3 separate regions of the Mus musculus genome follow, and all the other regions are linked to region 1. Evidence: chromatin contacts called from public HiChIP or PLAC-seq data. All regions are on one chromosome and are shown on one strand. The core of a region is the stretch at or near the end of the contact, and the rest is flanking DNA. Distances in the headings are between cores, read along the strand shown. Region 1 has its middle 17 kb from the start of Col1a2. Region 2 overlaps Ppp1r9a (protein phosphatase 1, regulatory subunit 9A). Region 3 has its middle 53 kb from the start of Asb4.

The links. HiChIP or PLAC-seq counts read pairs in DNA pulled down with a chosen protein or histone mark.
Region 2: an H3K4me3 HiChIP or PLAC-seq map of embryonic limb bud shows a contact between it and region 1, with 5 times the contacts expected there. The contact joins two enhancer-like sites. A contact is called at or near these places in 3 of 115 datasets of contacts at active chromatin or transcription factors (craniofacial prominence, embryonic limb bud and embryonic stem cells).
Region 3: a contact with region 1 is called in an H3K27ac HiChIP or PLAC-seq map of the NIH/3T3 cell line, with 2.8 times the contacts expected there. The contact joins two enhancer-like sites. A contact is called at or near these places in 1 of 39 promoter capture datasets (hippocampal neurons) and 2 of 115 datasets of contacts at active chromatin or transcription factors (the NIH/3T3 cell line and embryonic stem cells).

The regions. Positions count from the first base shown.
Region 1 is chr6:4,486,297-4,491,218 of GRCm38.p6, forward strand. No RefSeq gene overlaps it. Among named protein-coding and RNA genes, the nearest start is that of Col1a2, 17 kb to the right of the region's middle. Within about 2 kb of position 3,280, at least 124 of the 459 cell types and tissues checked have an H3K27ac peak or open chromatin away from gene starts, as enhancers often do. A contact at or near this core is called in the NIH/3T3 cell line, craniofacial prominence and embryonic limb bud, where this site is marked.
Region 2 is chr6:5,107,862-5,112,717 of GRCm38.p6, forward strand. It overlaps Ppp1r9a (protein phosphatase 1, regulatory subunit 9A), which reads left to right. Exons shown (of 16, transcript NM_001363809.1): 8 at 3,139-3,192. Among named protein-coding and RNA genes, the nearest start is that of Gm46949, 44 kb to the right of the region's middle. Within about 2 kb of position 2,725, at least 212 of the 459 cell types and tissues checked have an H3K27ac peak or open chromatin away from gene starts, as enhancers often do. A contact at or near this core is called in craniofacial prominence and embryonic limb bud, where this site is marked.
Region 3 is chr6:5,440,897-5,445,724 of GRCm38.p6, forward strand. No RefSeq gene overlaps it. Among named protein-coding and RNA genes, the nearest start is that of Asb4, 53 kb to the left of the region's middle. Within about 2 kb of position 2,000, at least 173 of the 459 cell types and tissues checked have an H3K27ac peak or open chromatin away from gene starts, as enhancers often do. A contact at or near this core is called in the NIH/3T3 cell line, where this site is marked.

The DNA of each region.
Region 1 (4,922 bases), core at 2,030-4,529:
TCGATGTCGGGGGCACTATTGTTAACCAGACAGAATTACATCGTCACTTACTTGTTCCCTGTCTACTCTGGAAAACTTTTCTTCTCATTAATTTTTCCCCTTATGATCCCACTTATATGACTTGGTGTGTTCACATAATCACAAATTCACAATTAAGTCTGAATTAATGAGTATTTACTGCTTTTCAAGGGCAGAAACTGATCAGCACCTCTTCTCTTTTTTCTGCAGATGTACACAAAAGATAAGAAGTTGTCTAAACCTACATTCCTTCCCACTGACAACCTGAGTAAAATGGATGCTTTTGACCAGGACTAATCATGTGTTCGAGCTTCATTTTTGTTATGCCAGTTGTGACATGAATCTAACCAACAAAATTTAGGAGTGATACTATACGTAATAAATATATATGTTGATGATATGTGTCTATATATCATATATGTATATAATCATATATATGTGACAGAAAGAAACTTAAAAGAATTTGAAATCACTAGTTGTCTGGGGTGGCAAGATGACTGGCACCTTAGACAGGAAAGAATAAGGCTTATAGTTCTCAGAAGCACATATGACTTGTTTACAAATATATGAACCTTAAACAGCTCCAGGTCCTAGAAGGAGGGCTTAGTCTGATAGACCCAGAAGTCAGTCCATCACGTCTAAAAGATATGGTTCACTTGTTAGCACTGGGGTTCAAACTGAAGTCTTTTCAGGTTGGTGGCTATGCTGAAGCTCCTGGCACAGTGGGCCCTTTTGCTAAAATAATATCTGCCAAAGGAACCTACCTTCTTCATTTCTAGAATTACAGTAAACCCCATAATTGAAACCTAGGAGAAATTTTTTTAAAAAGTGTCCTGAATATTAACTCTCCCACTCTCAACTATTCTTTTGAGGAGTGATTAAGGAGAATTTGAGCATATGCTGAAACTTAAAGTTTAATCTTATTTAAAGTGAGGGTTTTCAAAGACCTAATAAGTTTTAAATTTGGGTGGGCTGGAAGGCAATATTAATGTCTTTGTAACACAAGTAAGGTTGTGTGAACAGATTGGCATGGCGGGTATTCAATGTGAAGATACAGAACAGGGAGTTCCTGAGTCGACTCGACCGCCCAGCCTCCACCCTGGCTCCTAGAACTCTGCTCAGGAAGATGAACACCTGGAACTTAAACTCCCAACCTCTACAAGGGTGAGACCACGTGTGTGTGTGTGTTGTTTAAGCCACTAGGTTTATGATCCTTGGTTAGAGCAGCCCTAGCAAGCTAATACAACGAGTGAGTTACTTTCAGATGGGGTAGGTGGTGGCAGCAATGAGCAATGGGGTTATTAACCCAGAGTTCCATAAGCATCACTTAGAATCAGAATCCACTGGATGACATTAAAACACAGCTCACTGAGCCTACCCCTGAAATCCTCTTACCACCTTGATTATAAATAACCATGCAGAGTTCTGCCTTGTTAGGGGGTTTTATTTCTAGAAATTGGGGCCCTCAGAACCAATTCCAAGAAAATGACCATGAACCAGAGTCCTCAAATGTGGCTACCATCTTTAGTTCAACCGCTAAGTGACCTCTTCCCTAGACTTCCAGTTGAGAACAACTGAGTTTGAATTTGCAAAGCTTTTCCCCTTGACTTTCCAAAGTCACTGATAAATTCACAAATGATCTTTCTGCTCCTCACTCTACGTATGTAGGCTGAGAAAACATTACTCCTAATAAATGGGGATATTCCCCTTCTCTTGTCTCCGTTCTTCCCAGGGTTTTAGTAATTTGCCGACAGATTAATAACCTAGCTGCAGAAGTTACCACTTAACTCACAGAATTGGAGCAACAGGACGCTGATCATTATATTCACACAAGCACTTTAAAGCAAAGCTCCACACAGAGTCAGTTAAACACAGCCGATCAACACTAATGGACTTCTCCCCATGATAAATGATGGGTTCTTTCTGAATATCCATCTGGTGGGAGGGATCAAGTCTGTCTCTTTTTTTCTGTGTTCTTAATTCTTCTTTTACAAAGTAGCCTTGCAAATAGTTCCTTGTAAAATCGGGGGAAGAGGGGAGAGTAAGAGAAGTTTCTCTTTTCTGATCTCCTTCAAATTCATGGCAAGAAAAATCCCAAGAACTGTAGTTTCTATTAAATTGAGAAGACAGATGTGTCATAGGGAAAGAATTCTCTTCAACAATAGCAGCAATGCCACATAGCTAAGCAGCTGGAACCCTGCCTGACCATAGCTCCACAGCCCTCCCCTTCCAAAAAGAGGCCAACGTGGCTCAAGAGGCTCCTCCCCAGGGGAAGCTGTTGCTCAGCCTCCATCCTAGGACCAATTCTTTCATGCATAGCAAAACTTTCATGAAATCATGCCCTCCTCTCCCTCCTACTTCCCACTCCTCATTTTCATGGATCCCCCAATTTTTCTCTGTGAATCTCCTCCCACACACACACCCTTTTTCTCCTGGGCTTCAGCATCCATCGTAACTAGTTAGCTCCACTCACATTATCCACTATTTTACTCAAAATGCGAGGATTACTCTTTGCTTTATCTTCAAGAGAAGTGGAGAGAGCCAGACAAAGGAAGAAGAGGGAGAACAGGAGAGGAGATGAGGGGGGAGATTAGAATGGGGTAAGGGAGAGAACAGGAGCTGAGAAGAGCGGGAGAGGGGGAGAGAAGGATTCAGACATTCTAAACTCTCTTCCTGAGTGCTATTTAAAGCAGTTTCCAACCTGGAGAGAATGTAATGCACAGTTCCTCCATGTGTTTAGTTAAGGACCTCATGAGTCTTGTGGATTTCTCCACAACCTAAGTGGTTATTATGCTGACCCGAGGGTGTGCCATTTGGTGGGACACTTCATCTTATTGTCCCTGTTTATGTGTAGCAAGCAAGTTCAGTTCTGTAAGACACTGATTAGAGGGGCAGGAAAATTGTTCTCTACTGTGCCTTGTGTACAGCAAGAAGCTGTCCAGTGTTGTTCACATAATTGAATGTGTGGAACTTCCCAGCTTGCAGGTGGGGTCTTCAGTTCTACCTCAGTCTCTTTGGGAGACTACCACAACTCACCTTGAGTAATTAGAAAACAGCACAGAAGTGGCTGCGCTTCCTGAAGACTACAAAGGAGCTGTTGCCTGCTTCTCTTAACTCCATCTTGGGCTCAGCTGACCCAAAAGCGGCTGTCTTTGTTTACACCAGATTTCAACTTTGCAGGCAATCTTACTAAGCAGAGGGAGGCAGTGGGGGATGGTATTGGGGGTGAGTTACTTAGTCCAAGTCCCAGAGCTGAGGGTGAGGGAGATGCTGTACTTTCTTACCAGCTGTTATGCATCAAGAAGAGACAGGCTTGTGTAACCCTTTCTTCTCCTGCACGTTTCAAGCAAAAGCCAGGCACTCACTGAGTTTTGTAAAGATTTTCCCGTGAAGACATACACACAGCGTAATTCCATGCAATAATTTCTGTGTAAAGCCCTTAGTGCAGTGTACCATTGTTTGTGTCTGGGTCTTGAATTGTCACAATTAAGTGTGAGCACACACACAATGTGCTCTTTAGCCAAAGTCATAACACTGCTACCTGCTTCCCTTTGAAAGAAAACAGCCATCTTCTCAGGAAATGTAAGGGGGCAAGGGGTGGGGGTTGGGGGGAAGGACAAGATTGTAAAAAGCCAAAAGCCTAGGGCTTGGAGCTGCTTTGGCCAAGCCTAGAATCTATTTAAATGCCCTTCCCTGAAGGGTTAAGTGTGGAACACCTCCCAGGAAATGACAAATGGCCAGAGTTCTGCCCACTCCCTTCCCCCCATCTTCCAGACATCAAATACTTAGGAACTGTTTGGCTTGAAATGGTTCCTGAGACTCATACTCACAGAACACATTCTTTTTACTCTCCTCCCCCAGCCCAGTACAGGCTGGAGGTGGCTGGCGGGGGTAGGGGGGGATGGGTGAAGGGGGCAAGCTTGACATTCTAAAGATAGAATCTCACAAAACTGTCCACGTTGCTTGCTGAAGGGAGGTTGGGAGAGAAGAGAGAGGTTGGAGGAAGAGACAGAGAGTGAGAAAAAAAGAGAGAGGGAGAGAGGGACAGGGGGAAGAGAGAGAGGGAGAGAGAGGAGAGGGTGAGGAAAGAGAAAGGAAGAAGAAAGTAAAGAAGACAATTTATGACTCAATGCAGTATCTCTCAATAAGGAATATTTGTCTTCAGTTTTGCTTCTTTGCATCGTGAATTCTTGCTGTAGCTTTCATTTTATGATTTTTCTACCCCAACAATTTAATTTCTTTTTATCACTACCCCCATGGAGTTCTTCTATGAAGTCTGTGGTCCTTAGGTGCCCCTCAACCAGTAGGTCAATCCAGAAGCCCTTTTTATCCTGTACATGCTTGGGGCCCACCCTAAAGATTCTCATTCTGGGGGCTGGAGAGATGGCTCATCAGTTAAGAGAACTTGTTGCTCTTACAGAAGACCCAGGTTCAATTCCCAGAGTTTATATAAAGGTACACAGCCACCCACAACTCTACTTTCAGGAATTCTGGCATGCCTTTCTGAGCTTCATGGTTACCACCCACACATGTTGCACATACATACACATACACATACATATACATATAAGCAAAGCACTCATACACATGAAATAAAATAAATCAACTTAAAAATATTTGCATTCTGTCCAAAGTCTACTTTGGAATCTTGGGATGAAAAATTCAGCTCTCTAATGAGGTTAATGCAGAGCTGGATTTTGCATTGTGTATACACACACACACACACACACACACACACACACACGTGCACATACCTCCTCTTAATGACACTGTCAGAGAAGAATATTTAACATTGAGAGTGCTGCTTACAGGCTTTAGATATGTAGCTCAATGGTAGAACATTTGCTTCAAGATTCTCTGGCTTCAATCCCTGACCCTATAAAATAATAGGTAGATAGATAGAT
Region 2 (4,856 bases), core at 1,475-3,974, 620 kb after region 1:
ATAGGGTTGCAGATCCCTTTAGCTCCTTGGATACTTTCTCTAGCTCCTCCATTGGGAGCCCTGTGATCCATCCAATAGCTGACTGTGAGCATCCACTTCTGTGTTTGCCAGGCCCCGGCCTAGCCTCACAAGAGACAGCTATATCGGGTCCTTTCAGCAAAATCTTGCTGGCGTATTGCAATAGTGTCTGTGCTTGGTGACTAATTATGCTCAGTGTTTTTAATGTGGGTGCTGGAGATCCAGGCTCAGGTCCTTACAGGCTAGCAACAAATCCTCTGACCCACGCAGACATCTTCCTAGCCACTAAATAGCTTGAGCTCCTGTCCCTGTGAACAGTTTGGCTTGGCTTGGCTTTTTGTTTGTTGGGTTTTTTGTTTGTTTGTTTGTTCGTTTTGTTTTTTAGTTTCTGCCCTTCGGATTGAAAGTTGTTCTGACTGACTTCCTGGGTGGGAAGTAGAGAAGAGAGAGGCTGAGTCAGAGTGGATCCTCTCTTTACAGGGCTGAGGTATCCCCACCACAGCTTTGGTAGCCAGAACTGCTAGTACCAGCGAAAACAAATCTGCTTTTGTTGTTAGGGGAAGCCAAAGTCTAAAAACTGTGTGATTTAAGTCTGTGAAAAATAAACTCGAGACTAAATAAAGCCATCTATGTGGAAGGTTCACTGACAAGGGGAGCTGTGAGTTGTTACCTCTTTAGCAGTAAGCAGATGCTTATTTTTAAAGGAGCTGTAATCACAGTCTGAGAGATGTAACCAACACGTTGCTCATTAATAACCACATTCTGAGAATCCAAGCAGCCTTGTTAGAGGTTTGCCCTGCGCTCAGTTCACCACCCTGGTGGGGACCTTCTGACCAGGTTGAGTTACGACTCCACCAGCTAATTGCAGCTTGTTTTGCATATGTAGTTCCCTGAAATAAAACCCACTTTTGTTGGAAAAAAAAAAAAAAACAACCAAAACCAAAGCACCATCTATTAAGCTTAGAAAAAGATGGCAAAGATTTGCCACTGCTACATTTTAATAACATCATATATCTTCAAAAACACCTCCAGCTCCATTAGCTCCCTGCAGACAAAACAGGCCTCAGTCCAGTGCATAAACGATAGAAAAAAGTCTACACAGTGCAGAAACCGTTTCTCAGAGTTGTGTGTGAATTCCAGGCAGGCTGCCCTGGTGCCACGAGAGCCGATAATGTTGCTCTTATCTGATAGAAAATGTCTGGTTCTAGAGCACTCTTAAAACTCCCCTGCAAAGATAATATTTTTCACTTCCAAAATATTTTCCACGCCTGCACAGGCTAAGTGGAGTGCTGCAGGTGATGCTGACGAGGCTTCTGCCTGCCCCTTTCTGGTAGTCACACGTAGACATTTTGATTCAGTTACAGTTAGTCGTGTGCGTGTGCGTGTGCGTGTGTGTGTGTGTGTGTGTGTGTGTGTGTGTGTGCGCGCGCGCGTTCTTACTGAAAGCTATAAACAGAGCCCACACTCAGATTAGTTTAAACAACAGAGTAGATATTTTTGTTAGTAATGGATGGGAAAAAAATCATCCAGGCATATGAATTTGCTTTATTCTCTAAGAATATAATACCTCTGGAAAATAATTCCTTGTGGTTGTATATACATTTCCATGTTGTATATTAAAGAATATTCTTTTGTGGCTTTATTCTTGAGTGGCAGGTTATCATGGCTGTTTATTTGAGAGAGGTGTGTGGGGGGGTGTTATCTTTACAGCATCTTGCCTAGAGCCCCTCAGTAGATGCTTATAAAGTTCATCTTTAATTTTTTAGAGAAATGGCACAAGATCAGAACCTAGATATCCAAGATCTAATCCAGTTCTAGTGTTGGTTTTTTTTGTACAGTTAGGTTGATCATTTGCTCTGAGCCTCAGTTTCCCCACATCGCTGTACTCACTAAGGGATCAGGATTTCTGGTGAGCACAAAAGACCTCTGCCAGTATTTTTCACTGAGAAAGCTTGGTGTAGTTTCCTTGCCTGGCACACTCACACTTTGGGTATCTGCTAATGGCATCTGAGTGAGACGGACCACTAAGATTGTGGCATAAAACCAAGAAACCCAGATTCGGTACAGTCCTAACTCCGAAGTACTTTGGACAAAAAAAAAAGGGGGGGGGGTGAGATGGTGGGATGTGGTCTTCAGTAACTTTGTGGCAAACCAATTTAGGATTCAGCATAACCAAAAGAAACAGTGCCACCTGCATCACTTAGTGGCTGTGCTCAGCTGCAGAGCAGAAAATGTTCATGGGCTTGGCTGCAAAGTGTCTCCCTCCCCAGACCCTCCACTGGGCTGTTTGGACCTATAAAACCGGGAGAATTGGGAATTTCAAAAACATCCTTCCCATCAAAAACATCCAGAGAACAAATTGTGAACCTGTAAACTGTTTTCCCTAAATTCAAGGGTGTTTAGCCCTTAAAGAAATGAATGACCCCTAGAAGGAAAACAGTCGTGGTCGGGGAGGGAGTGGGGGCGGGGGAGTAAAGCAAACAAATGGCAAAGACCACTATTGTGTTGTAAAGAAAATGCTTTGGGGCTTGGAGTCTTTATACAGGTAGATCTTTTGGAAGGCAGAATTTTGAATCTGTACCTTTCCTGCGGTTAAAAAGGAACACAAACGGAAAACAAACCGGAGATTTCTGTGCCACTGCGTCCCACTCCTTCCTCTGCTGCAGAGCTGCTCTGCGGAATGTGAGAGCGACTCACAGAGCCACAGCGCCACCTTTCTGCACGATGTGGGAATGACTCTTCACACTGTGCGAGGCCTGTTGACTGGCTGGCTCAAGCCATTCTGTGGGCGAGCCTCAGGAAGGAAACAGCTCCTGGACGCTCAGATCGTAAAGGCAGAGCAGCAGAGGCCAAGAAATGAGTTTTCTTTTCTTTGGCCCCTTAGCAATTAAACTGGTAACTTAATCGGATATTAGGGACCGTGAGTCATAAACCCTATGTTTAATTAGTTTGCACCCACTGAGTCATTTTACATGCTAGACATTTGTAATTACAACCTGCTGCAATGCAGCAGGGTCCTGAGCATTTTTTTAATTGTGTCATAAGATATTCTTCTCGCTGCTGAGTCTTTAAAAATATAGAAACACTCTTAGTTGAGATGTTTTTCTTTTCAATTTTCAGTTGCAAATCAAACATGCAGTTACAGAAGCAGAGATTCAAAAATTGAAGACCAAGGTAAGCACCGCTCCGTGGTGTTTGAATTGTACTCTTTAAACTTCAGATACTCTGGGAGTAATGGATTTGCTCCCGTGCACTTGAGAGCATATTTCCATGAGATGGTCATTTCCAACATTAAGTACATCGATGGACCTGTCTTGAGACTGAGCATAACCGCACATAACCAGAGAAGGCCACAGGGCACTTGGTGTTTTAAGTAGATTTAAACTGTTTAGTCTCTCTGAAATTTCATTAAAAATAATATTTTTAATGGCTCAAGCATCTGTGTATTAATTTCTAAAATATAAGCTGGTATAGCAAATCTCCTTTCTGTCATTTACCTTATAATAATTTCAGCTAATTTACTGGAAGCAATGTATTGTTTTAATGTGGAACATTAATTTCTTTTTAGGAAAAACTTCCCATGTCTAAGAAGTAAAGTTATAAGCTCATTCTATGCATTGTGTAATTAATTTAGATTCAGCTGCTACTGGAAATCTTGAGATATACTCACTTCACATTATTTAAATTTGTTGAAGAGAAAAATATTAATAAAAGAAAATATTTTTAATCTCTATGAAATAGTGAGACATCAAAGGAAACTGTAAAATTCTTGTACAAGATACAGTTCTAGCTATTGTTGTTCATTTCTATCAAATGTATGTTTTCAGAGACTTAAAAATATCTTCAGTTGCTTTCAAACGATGCTGTATTGTTTCCATAGTCTTTTTAAAATTACAAAATAATTATTGCCTACGTCGAGTGATCTGTTTTCTGATTCACAGTGAATACATGCTTTGGGTTTTCCATGTGTTTTAAATGGAGATGAGTTAGCTGGTTAAATGGAGATGAGTTAGCTGGTTAAATGGAGATGAGTTAGCTGGTTAAGTGGAGATGAGTTAGCTGGCTACTTTGGTTAAGTGGCATTCCTGACTAATACGCTCTGGAGCTCTCTAGTCAAAGCTTATTTCAGCATCATTCATGGTGTCCGCGGCGCACCGTGAATTTTAAGTTTAAAGCTAGCAGGGCTGGTACCTAAACAACTGCTATAAAGCATTCATTAAAGATGCTGTAAAAAACCAAGCCCTTTTTATCTGAAAACTGTTTTTTGACTTTAAAAAGCAGATCTTATAAACTGTTGGTTACAAATAGGGAAAAGAGCCCCTGTGTTTATAAATGCTCCCATAGACAGGCTTAGGCATTTATTTATGAAGAATTAATTTAGAAAAGTCTACAAATTACTATTTTATATTTTCCTTTTAGGTTGGTATATGATAACACTTGAAAACATGTGATTATTATCAATGTTATATAGATTTCTTCACTTCAGTGTTTGGGACTAATCTTTACTTTGTAACCTCTTGTCCACATGTATTTAGTAAAATACTTTTCACAAAACTATTCTTGTGACATAGAAATGTGTACATTTGTGTGAATGTGTATCTCCATTTGTTCAATGCTCTATAGAATGGGGATGTCATTTGAACCTTGATAGCTTTGTACGTAGAAAGGGTAGACAGAGTAGCAAGGTGAAGAGAACGTGGTTGTCAGGGCAATTTAAACCCTCATCTGAAACTCAGTGTCATGAGTTCTGTATTAAGAGCAGCGCTGGACCGGCTTCCTCTTTCCTGGACTCTATAACCAAGAGGCCCAGAAAAAAAAACTGCACTCTGTGTTTCTAA
Region 3 (4,828 bases), core at 750-3,249, 950 kb after region 1:
TTTGTGGTTCATAGGCATTTAATCTGGGGAAGACTATTATTGATTGATTTCCTCTCTTGACAGCTTGCTTGGTACCTTCTGCCACTATGAAAGTTAGCCCTCAAGTAGGATGTGTTTGGACCAGTTCCAGGCTAATTTCCAAGACTTCTATGTTCAAAATACACAGTGTCTTTTTCAGCAGCAGGAACTTACTTTCAACTTCCATAAGAAACTGTCAAAAAAAAAAAAAATCCAAATGCCATCCATTTTCTCTTCCACCATCAGTATCCGAGGTCTCATCGCTGAGCAGTCTCACCCATAGTTAGGGAGGTTAGTTTTCCCACCTTTAACCACGCTGAGCACACTGTGGTTGTCTCTGGAGTTTTAACTTCAGTTTCGCTCAAAGTTAATGATGTCAAATAAATTTGACTTGCTATGATAGTTTATTGTGCTGTCAGCCTTCCTGGGTGAAAAGGCACTTAGAAACTTGGCAAGACAAACTTCTGCGAAGGTCTGTAAAATTCTGTCCAGAGATGACTGCTGTGTGAGGCACCATAGAGCGAGAAGGCCCTCCTCACATGGGAGTGGCACTCTCAAGCAGGCTGGGGCCTCACTGGAACAAAAAGTAGGAGAGAGAAGCCCATTCTCACACAGCAGCGAGGCCTTTCTGAGGGACGATGTTATTTGTTGCTGCCATTGCTAGGGACAGGGGACACTTGATACCAAGTCTTGTGACTGAAGGAATGGTGTGTCGTTTGTCATTGCTGGTTATTTGAAAACGATGAGCATGTGCTCACAGAGGCCTCAGCTAAGTGCTGCTGGCAGAGTCACCATGAAACAGTTCATAAACTGAACCCTTACTTCACGCTTGAGGAGACAAGAACTGCAGAGTTCCACGACTTTTTTTTAAATTTATTTATTTATTATATGTAAGTACACTGTAGCTGTCTTCAGATGCGCCAGAAGAGGGCATCAGATTGTGAACCACCATGTGGTTGCTGGGATTTGAACTCAGGACCTTTGGAAGAGTAGTCAGTGCTCTTAACCGCTGAGCCATCTCTCCAGCCCCAAGTTCCACGACTTTATCAAGATCATGGCGTCATACTGTCGAATGTGCTGATCATGTCTGGAATTCCCACATCTATTGTTTTCCATTTTTTGTCTTTAGTTATTAGTAGCTTGATGAATCAAACACAGGGATCATCATTAATTCTCTTACTTCAGTTTGGGGGGGGGCTATAAATACAGAGATCTAGTGACGCTGACTGAACAGACAATTTGATTTATTTGTACTCCAACCCTACGAATACTACAGTTTTCATCATCTAGATGATGAAACTGTAGCACAGACAAATCATGTCATTGTCCAGTGTCACACAGCTAATTAGAAGTGTAGATAGGATACAAGCTTAATTACAAACAAACAATGTCTGCTCATGTTCTGTGTTGTTACACACACAAACACTCATATACATATGTACAGATACATATGCACATATTTAAACATATACATCTCTCATGTCATAACTAACTGTGGTCCTCTTAAATTTGAGAGGTTTATGGATCAGGAGGGAGAATTCCAGTAGAGCTATGACACAGGAGAAAACTGCACGGCAGGAGAGGGCTTACAGGAAGACTGCAGTCAGTCAGCACAGGGCAAGACCTTGAAAGAAAAATCCACAAGGAGTCACCGGATAACTTGCTAGCGGCATATACTGGGAGGTGGAGAAACGATCAACTTTGAGAAAGAAAGTTCTGGCCCGTCTTGTTTATAAGAACTGGTGTGTGGCAAGGAAATCTGGTCTCTGATTTAGATACCCTACAATACTTAGATTACTGTTTTTAAGGTCAGAATCCAGAAAGAGAAGCTAGGTTGTTTACCACTTTTCTATTCACAGGGAGTGAGCCCTCTGAGGCCCAGCAGGGACCCCTCACGCTAGCTGATTAAGCCTCCTCTACTGGGATTTCACCTTCCAGATAAGGGAGAGTGAGACGCTGAGTCGCTGAGTCATTGTCGCCTACTCGCTGGCTTTGGCGGACTGGTGTTAATCTGTGTTATTTTAGCTCCCACAGGGTGAGTAATGTGGCCAGCCAGAGGAGCTCATGGGGGGAGGGGGGGGCGGCGGGAGGGGAGCAGGGGAGCAGAAACAGGTGCGAGACCATCTCTTTGCAAGTGAGTATTTTTGAATCAGGATTTACTGGAACAGTTAGGCTCCCTTAAACTTTATTTTGGCCTCAATTGAATGAGTGTCACAACCATACCAACAATGTGCCTTGGACACGGTGTTGGGTGGAACTTGCCGATCAAGTCTGAGACCTCCTGACACTCCAGACAAGAAATAATTTGTTACAAGGAACAACTTCATTTGGTGGTTGCACAAGCAAACATGTTTTTAAGTTCTTTAGGCACCCGGCAGGGAACATGTCGTTCTGTCTGGGAAGTAGCCAGAAAAGTATGAGAGAGTTAGAGCAATGCCAAGAACAAACAGCCAGGCTGCTTTCTGCTCAAACAGGGACACTGTGTGGTGCTGGACGGCCTATCCGTCTTTTCTCCTCCCTCCCATACTGTGTACATTGCTCTTCTGCTCTTCTCAATCCTTGGCTCGTTTTAAAATTATTACTAGAGGCCAGTATCACCCCAGGCAAGTGCAATCTTGCTATCCAGCCATATGTCAACAGGTTCTTGCTTCTTTCATGTAGTTTGTGTTTCCGGAACTCATACCATGAAGCTTTAGGGTGGAGCCAGGAGAGATCAGCTGTCACTTCTCCCTCCCTCCCATCCTTGCCACAGATTGAAAATAAAGAGTCTCAGAAGTCAAGCCCCCATTCTCTCTTTGTTCTCGCTATGGCAAAGAAGCTTACGGACCCTTGGAATTCAGCTAGTACCACCGAAGTTAGAGAAAACTTGGCTTTGACTCCAGAGCCTGCACACGCCTCCACCCTTTCCTGAGTCTTCCGCTTTCCCAGTGTATCACCTTGATTCAGCTACAAACCCAAGTTTATCCATGGTGATCCCTTTACAACAGTGCCAGTAAAAAACCAGCACTATTTCTGTTTACTTTAAAAAGAAATATTTGCAAAGTGAGCTTTTTCAGACATTCCTTATGTTTATATGAGGCATAGTTTCTTGTTTCAAAGTTGTTAAACTGACTTTCTAAGTCTCGGTCCCTTTTATTAGTTTTGAGACTTCCGATAACCAAGAAGTATCTATAAGGTGTCAGCCACCGAATTCTAAAAATCCTTATTATTCCCATCCATTCTCGTATTCATCCATCCAACAATCCATCCTTCCGTCTGTCTATCCATCTGCCCATCCATCCATTCACCCACCATATTCTGTGTGCTTAGTGCCTAAGTGTGAATACTACCTTTTATATGGTAGAAGAATAGTGTAAAAAAATCTATTGCAATTATGTGATGAAAATCGACGTATATACATATATACTTACCACTTACCAAATAGCTGAAAATAGAAAAGTTTAGGAGAGAATGACCTTGGTGGTTGTAAAAGATTCAGCAGGGAAAAATGCAAAATTTAAAGAGCCACGCCCAGGTAGGATGCACTCACATCCAGGTAGGAGCCATCACATGGCGAGAGTCCAATGTGGGAAGACAGGGAGATGAACGAGGTGCTTTGCTGACAGGTGGAGGGTGTCATCAGCTTAGTGTGAAGAGTTGACTGACCATTCCAAGGCAGTGAGTCCAAGTCCCCTCTCAGCATTCCTAAGCATGACCTTGAGCTAGTCACTTCCATGGTTGGTTATCTAATAAATATTTATGATCTGTCACATACTGAGCATGGTGTGGGGGTATGGGATTCCCCTGTCCTCCTTGTCTGTATGCATTCCTGCATTTTGGGTGTCACTGTGGCTTTGCTGGCTCTATGCCTTACAACATGTCATCTGTAAAGTGATAGGATAATATGTAGGTACGCTGGATGAGTAAATGAGCAAATATGAACAAAACATTTGAGTCTTCTCCGAGAGTGCCATTGTTTTGGAGGCCACATGTAAGTGAGAAGGATAGTGGATGATGTCCTTCTGTGCCTTGTAAATGTCCTACCCACGTTCTAGCAGATGCCACAATTTCTTTTAATTTTTTTATTACATTAAATTGTATATCTGTACATATGTATGTGTGGGTGCCTGTGTGACACAATATGTGTGTGTAAATCAGAGGACAACTTGTGTGAGTCTCTACCATGTGAGTCCTAGTGACTGAACTTAGGTTGTCAAGCTGTGTGAACCTTTACCTGCTAAGCCATCTTACCAGCCCCTCCCTCACTCCCCGGTTTCCTTTTTTTAAGACTGAGTAGTTCATTGTGTATGGAGATTTTTCCTATTGCTTAAGACTGGGCAACTTGGTTCCAAATTTAGTGAAACACAAATACCATAGAGGTCAGAACAACAACGGCGTTATTAAGAGGCAAGTCTATCTCCATACTTCAGTTATCACTTGATGATCATTATCTTCAAGGAGCTGTTGGAGTGCAAGTCACAGCTACAGAATGAGTGGTGTGTCTCCAGCTCCAACAAGTCAGTGACAAGTTCCAAGAGGAAGACCGGTAAAGATTAGATTTGTGTGTAAGAAGTTGAGCCTAGAATCTAATTTTTCGGTTGCATGGCTACTTATGCAATGAATTTGCCAAACTGTTCTTTTCTGCCTACTTGAGCAGTAGGAAAGAAATTCAAGAAGAAAACTCGAGGTGGAGAAAATGAACAACCAGAGAAGGCAGCTCATTTCCCCTAGCTGGCAGAGAAAGGGCTCAGGAGTCATCTGTAGAGGAAGCAAATGCCATGGAGGACACGAAACTTGAACGATAATGATGGAAGTGCCACCTGACTAACAG